Regions from separate parts of the Mus musculus genome. Here region 2 is linked to region 1. Evidence: chromatin contacts called from public promoter capture Hi-C data. All regions are on one chromosome and are shown on one strand. Each heading gives the region's core, a stretch centred on a gene start, on an enhancer-like site or on the middle of the called end of the contact. The rest is flanking DNA. Distances are from core to core; before and after follow the strand shown.

What was found. Capture Hi-C pulls out chosen DNA fragments and counts their contacts.
Region 2: a contact with region 1 is called in a promoter capture Hi-C map of liver. The contact joins the promoter of Slc35f6 here to the promoter of Tmem214 in region 1. A contact is called at or near these places in 1 of 39 promoter capture datasets (erythroid cells), 1 of 484 Hi-C or Micro-C datasets (the G1E-ER4 cell line), 2 of 115 datasets of contacts at active chromatin or transcription factors (bone marrow-derived macrophages and pancreatic cancer cells) and 3 of 9 other capture datasets (adipose tissue, liver and pancreatic islet).

What each region holds. Positions count from the first base shown.
Region 1 is chr5:30,867,981-30,871,152 of GRCm38.p6, forward strand. It overlaps Tmem214 (transmembrane protein 214), which reads left to right and starts at 1,599. Exons shown (of 17, transcript NM_144525.4): 1 at 1,599-1,838; 2 at 2,609-2,808. The coding sequence starts at 1,688.
Region 2 is chr5:30,646,478-30,649,649 of GRCm38.p6, forward strand. It overlaps Slc35f6 (solute carrier family 35, member F6), which reads left to right and starts at 1,462. Exons shown (of 6, transcript NM_175675.3): 1 at 1,462-1,621. The coding sequence starts at 1,545. It overlaps Mir5625 (microRNA 5625), which reads left to right and starts at 1,459; the gene lies at 1,459-1,538.

The DNA of each region.
Region 1 (3,172 bases), core at 349-2,848:
TTGGTGAAGGTGGTAGAAACTTTGGTTAGGATTTAGACTTTTTTAAAATTTTTATTATTTTATTTATGTATCTGTGAGTCTTTGTGTGTGGGTATGTGCACAGAAGAGGCCATCAGCTGGAGCTATAGTGGGGAAGCCAGTTTTGTTTCTCTTCCCAACATAGGCCCTCTTCTGTGATGATACCTGTGACAGCAGGGATTGGACAAAGGACCATGTGGTGTCTGAGTAGAGGGAAACAGCATCTGAAAAAGGAACTGACTGCTGATCAGCACAGATACCTTCCTTGCCAAATACATTCCATCTCAGAACCCCTAAGACAGGCAGCTATGGCTGGGCCTAAAGGGGATGGAGGACACCAGAAGGCTGCAAGGGTTGGTCATCCCTCACCTGCCTTCTTTCTCTGTGACCCATCCTTCACACAGGCCTGGGTGCTGTTTTTTAAGGGTCATGTCACCTTTTCCCTCTCCAGTTTCTAGAGTCTAGAGAATAAACTCCAGATTTGGCGGTCATGATCCTTTTCCAATTGTATGAAGTCATGTCGAACTACTTTCAGTTTTGTTATATAGTCTACCACTCTAGACCTTTGCCTAAATTAATAAAGCCATACGATTGAAGCAGTCTCTCCACAAGCCATGATCCCCAACCAATGAAAATTCTCCCTTCCTGGGAGTCATCTCAACTGCCACCTGTTTCAGAAACCACTTCCCTCCCTCTCCTAGGGCTTCAAGCATCCTTCAGCTGAATAATTTACCCTGTAAGAAAAGTGGACCACTCCTTGTCAGTGATGGTTTATGTCTTTAATCCCAGCACTCAGGAGGCAGAGGCAGTCAGATCTCTTGAGTTCAAGGCCAGCCTGGTTACAGGGAGAGTACCAGGACAGCCAGCTCTACACAAAGAAACCCTGTCTAAAAAAAAGTAACCAAGGAGGTTTGGGGGGGATAATGTGTACAGCAGTGCGGGAGCATGAGTTCCACACAAGCACACTAAGCAACATATTTCCTTAAATGTGATATTTTCATTGCTGTTTTATCATTCATCATGCTCCCTAGCTGGGATCATTCAAGTTTTGTAGGCCGTCTAGGGTCGGGACCTTGCTGTGTGATTCTTTCAGTCTAGGGCTGAACATCTGGAACATGGCATGAGCCAGAGCCTGTCCTTTCCTGGCTGCCTCCAAAGGGATCATGGCCTGGCTGCCCCAGACTTTTCTCGCCCTGCCATTGAGCTACTCTACTAAGTTTTCTCAGTCTTTCTGCCGCTCTACTTTTCTCCCCCAAGTCTGCATCGTCCCACTCCTCGGCAATTAAGTTTGTTGGCCGCCAAATACGAAGTTTAATTGCTAACAGACTACTACTTTCTAAGAAGTAAGAACACATTTATTCCTCAAATTCTCCCGAGGTGAGAACTATTTTCATTCCATCCTTCAGGAGCATTGCAAAGATAAGAAAAAAGGGAACAGTCCCATTTCCATGCGGGTCAGAGGCGAGCCCGCCCGCAGGTGCAGGGTAGGGATTTTTGCGCCCCAGGGGCGGAACCTGGCCGCCGCCATCACTCCCCAGGCGCTCGGCGCGGCGCCGTGGCGCGAACGGACTACGAATCCCAGGGTGCCTTGCGGCGGCGGAGGCAGCAGACGTGGCACCGCGCGGAGGTTGTCCGGGGCCGAAAGCCGGGAGGTGGTGGAGCTGAAGTCATGGCGGCCAGATCAGCGGGTAGCGGTGGCTGGGAGGTGGTGAAGAGGGGCCGGCGACCTGGAGCAAGCAGCGGTGGGCGAGGCGGCGGCGGTGGCAGTGACCGCCGGGCGCTCGGGGAGGCAAATGGAGTGTTGAAATACGACCTGAGCTGTGAGTATCCGCCGCCGCCCACCTGGGCCTGTGGGGCAGGGGCACGGCGGACAGCTGCGGGAGCCGGGAGCCGATCCTCGGGAGCCCGGCCACGGTGACTCAGGGACAGCACGAGGAGAGGTGGTCATCTCCGCTGCATAGGTCGGAAGCGGAGGTCCAGAGAAGCCGATTTTCGAGTCTGAGGAGACTGGAATTCCGATCTCTATCTGTCCAAGCCTTTGCACACAACCCTCTCAGCTGCCCCGGCCCTCACTGGCCAGGTGTCTGAGCCACGGAGCAGAGGCATCTGGGATCCTACATGGAGCCCCTTCTTATATAACCAGCAGGTGTGAGAGGAGTGGATGAGAAGGCCAGCACTGGGATGAATAGCCCGACATATTCTCCAACCAGGAGTTAATTTCAGTGTCACCTGTCCCCACAATCTCCAGAGAGGGAGAAAAATTTTGCCACTTGTTGAGTATATAGAGTTGTCATCTCAGAACTAAGAAGAATTGGGGGTGGAGGCCGTGCTGGAAAAAGTGTGGTCTAGTTCCCATATACTTTAATTGTTTAATAAAGAACTGGGAGGGCCTGGGACCTGACTGTGGTGGTTGAAATCAGCCACCCGGAGGGCTCTTTCCTGTTTTTCTAAGCTGCTTCCAAGGAAGAGAGGGCTTGGGCCAGAATCTCCCTCTAAATGACTTAGGTGCCTCTACAAAGAAGAGACCACTGTACAGTGGGATCTGGGGTCTTAAGGGTGGCCTGCTGTTTTCTACCTGTCTTCATTCCAGCACCAATCCAGACTACAAGCACTCTTTATGAGCGTGGCTTTGAGAAAATCATGAAACGGCAGAATAAAGAGCAAGTTCCACCCCCTGCTGCAGAGTCTAAGAAACCGATAAACAAGAAGCAACCAAAGAAGGTGACAGCTGTTCCTAGCCAAAACCAGAAACAGGGCCCATTCCGACGCCTGGAGGACGCACTGAAAGCGGTAAGTGTGCCTAGGCTTGGGGACTGAGAAAATGGGGACTTGGGACACTCAGGGGTGTTCCAGACAATATGGAGATGTGGAAGGAAAGAATGCGTGCACTTAGAATAGAAAGAATGTTGGTATTTGTCAGAAACATAGGTGAGCAGGAAGATGGAAATCCCAAGAACAAGATGGAGACATTAGAAAAGCTGGTTTGGAGCCAGGCGTGCTGCCGCACGCCTTTAATCCCAGCACTCGGGAGGCAGAGGCAGGCGGATTTCTGAGTTGGAGGCCAGCCTGGTCTACAAAGTGAGTTCCAGGACAGCCAGAGCTGTACAGAGAAACCCTGTCTCGAAAAACCAAAAAAAGAAAAGAAAAGAAAAGC
Region 2 (3,172 bases), core at 212-2,711, 220 kb before region 1:
AATGTTCTGTAGGTCCAAGAGCTATCCAACACATAACCCTTCTTACATGAAAGATGTTTCCCTGTCTGTACGATAGCCTCCTATATTTTTGTTCAAGACCCTACTTATAATACATTCTCTACCTCATCTCCCAAAACAGATGTTACAGTCCCTTGAGTGTATACTATACATGTTTACAAGTTCAAGGCAACCAGGAAGAAGTGGTCAAAACACCCTTTTTTTCATACCTGCAGTAATAGGATCTTCAGAAACAGAGGGACTATGTATGGTGGGTCAAATGGCCATCAAGCGTGTTTGGGGGTTTTTGTTTTTACCTGTGGTAGGGCATGAGCTGCCAATCACATGGAACAGGAAGGTAGGCAGCTGGCAGCTGAGAACCCACTCCCCTAGGTTGTTCCCTGACCTCCACATGTACCACATATGCCTTGAAAGTGCCCTCCAATAACACACAAATAAATAAATTTATTTTTTAACAAACTGACAGCCAGTCATGAACTGGAGTCCATCTTGGAGTACACAGTGAGCTGGAAGACAGTCTGGCTTATATAACAAGATCCTGTCTCAAAAACTAATTAATTAAATGCTAGAAGTCCTCTACACACAAACCGAGGTCTGGTCTTTCTGTAGGGATGCTTCTAAACAATATTTATAGGGGTCCTCAGGGGTACGTGGGGAAGCTTAATGCAGGAACTATACAAAAGCCATGGTGTTTTATCTTCAAGTCCACACCCCCAACACACACATATATATAATACACTCATACACACACACACACACACACACACACACACACCACTGCTACTCATAAGCATAACCTTAATCCTTGGCTTCTGTGGTTTCATTTTTCATTTTATTTTAATTATTTGTTTACTTAGTTACTCAGTCTGGCCTCAGACTCCTTATATAGTGGAAACTGGCCTTCATTTTTCAAGTGCTAGGAATGCACACCCAGTTTGTGTTTTAGCTGTTAAACACCCTACTGGAAGCTACAACTCAACTCAAATGCTCCCTTTACTGAAAGATGTGAGCAATTCAACGGGCTGGGATCCCTAGGGACATTTCTCTCAGGACTCCAGTTCTCTGGAGATCCTGGAGAAAAGAGATTCCCACGCTGTAACTATTACCAACTGCCAGTCTCAACCTCTCAAAATTGTTTATAAAATGCTCTAAGATTGCCTAAGCATCTCTACATGACCCCGAGCGCCCATTTTACAAACCGGGAGGCCAAGAGGCTGGGAGCGTACGCTGCAGAAGTACAGGGCTCGCTCAGCATGCATGAGACACTAGCACTACAAAAAGAAAAGGAAGCCGAGCAATGGAAAAGAAAAGAAAATCTGGTAGCCTTGGCCCGGGACCCTGCACTCTGCTTCTCCAGCTCTCCTACCAAAGACCGGTGGCAGCTCCGGGGCGGGGCTAGCGGGCGTGGGGCGTGGGCCAGTGGGGTCATGTGACTCCCGGCCCGGAAGTTCTTGAGTAGGAGACTCCACATCCCGGGTGACCCGGGTTGGAGCTGCTGATTCAAGTGGTCTCTCGTGTCCACCACTATGGCCTGGACTAAGTACCAGTTGTTCCTGGCCGGGCTTATGCTGGTCACCGGCTCCATCAACACGCTTTCGGCAAAGTGAGTCTGGGTCAGACCGGGAGGGACCTGCTGGGCCGGTGGGTGCTGACACCCGGCGCCCTGTCCCCCACCCGTCCGCTACTCTCCAACCCCACCAGCCCTCCACATTACCGAGAGTTCAGTCGCGCTGGTGTGGACGAAGGGGTGAGAGGCCGGGAGAAAGCGGGCATTTGAAGGCCACTTTGATTCGCGGTCACTTCTATCTCTGAGCCTCAGTTCCTCATCTTTGAACCGAAGGGTTGGATCAGTTTCTCCCGGCGGCGCTCTGGCGCTGCGGTCAGAGACTGAGAGACTTCCAGCAGGAGGCTGGGGGCCTGCCTGGGAAGCACCGGTGCTCTTGGAGAGGCCGAGCTGAAGGGATGGGCAAGCCAGGAGGAGGTGGCCATAGGGTCATTCATGGGGAAAGAAAGGGAATAGACAACATCTTGATGCTTAGTTGGGGCTCTTATGTGGGTGGCAGAGGTTTGGAGGCAGGAAAGAGAAAGGCCAGCTCCAAGTTGCTTGTTCACAGCATCAAATGCCCAGCTGGACTTTTTCCCTCCATAATCAGAGGGCACACCACGTCGTTGAACGTGGGAGAACTGAAAAAAGAATCAGTGTGATAAACGCAGAGGTTTATGTGAGGCTGGGAACCACTCTGGCTCTGCTTACAGTGAGAACACCTAGCAGGTGCCATCAAGAGAGGCAGGTGATACAAACCAAAATGAAGCCACAAGGCTGACTGACCCAGAGGATCAAAAGAAAGTGTCTATCTGGAGAAAAGGCTCCTTAACCGAAACCAGAATGGTAGCTGGGTACTTGCACTCTGGTGTGTGGGAGTAAAGGTCTTCAGCTGGTTGGGAGCTAAGGCCCAGGCATCACAAAGCTGAGAAAGTTAATGTGGTCTCCTCCATTGTTGGCAGAAAGGCCTAGCTTTAACTTGACAGTTGTTTGTCAGTTTATCTGCCTCTGCCTCTGCCTCTGCCTCAGGGCAAGGCCTTTCTTTATCTATTTGCATCCAAAATCCTCAGTGTGCATCATCTGTCCTTTGTCCAGTGTGCGTGTGGGCAGCAGCGAACAATGCCCCTCTCCAAGTCTAGCCTCAGTTTCTTACTGGGCCTGGCTAGGAAAGAAAGTTGGTGTGGCGGCTCCCAGTGAAAGGCCTCCAGGCTTGTGCTCTGGCTTTCCTGGGCCTCTGTGCATTGAGAAGCTGGCTGTGAGCCTCGTGTAGCCATTTCATATTTACTTCTCAGGATTCTTGGATCTAACAACAAAGTCTGTCAACGCTGTGAAGTGCCCAGAAAAGACATGGGCACTCATCAGGGTGACTGTAAGGTACCTGCAGTGTGAGAGAGAAGAAGTGGCCGAGAGAAAGTCCCTGTGGAAGAGACACATGTGTGCACATGTGCCCCCTCCCTTCCCCTAAAGGAGGACACAATCTATGCAACCCAGAATAGGACCTATGCAGTTCTTGGGCTTTTCTCTGGGTGTCTTTCAATGAGATTCTCACACTAAACAAGGACTGCTCCTAATGTTGAGAGTGGCTAATGTCTGTCCAGGCTGCTGTCCCCA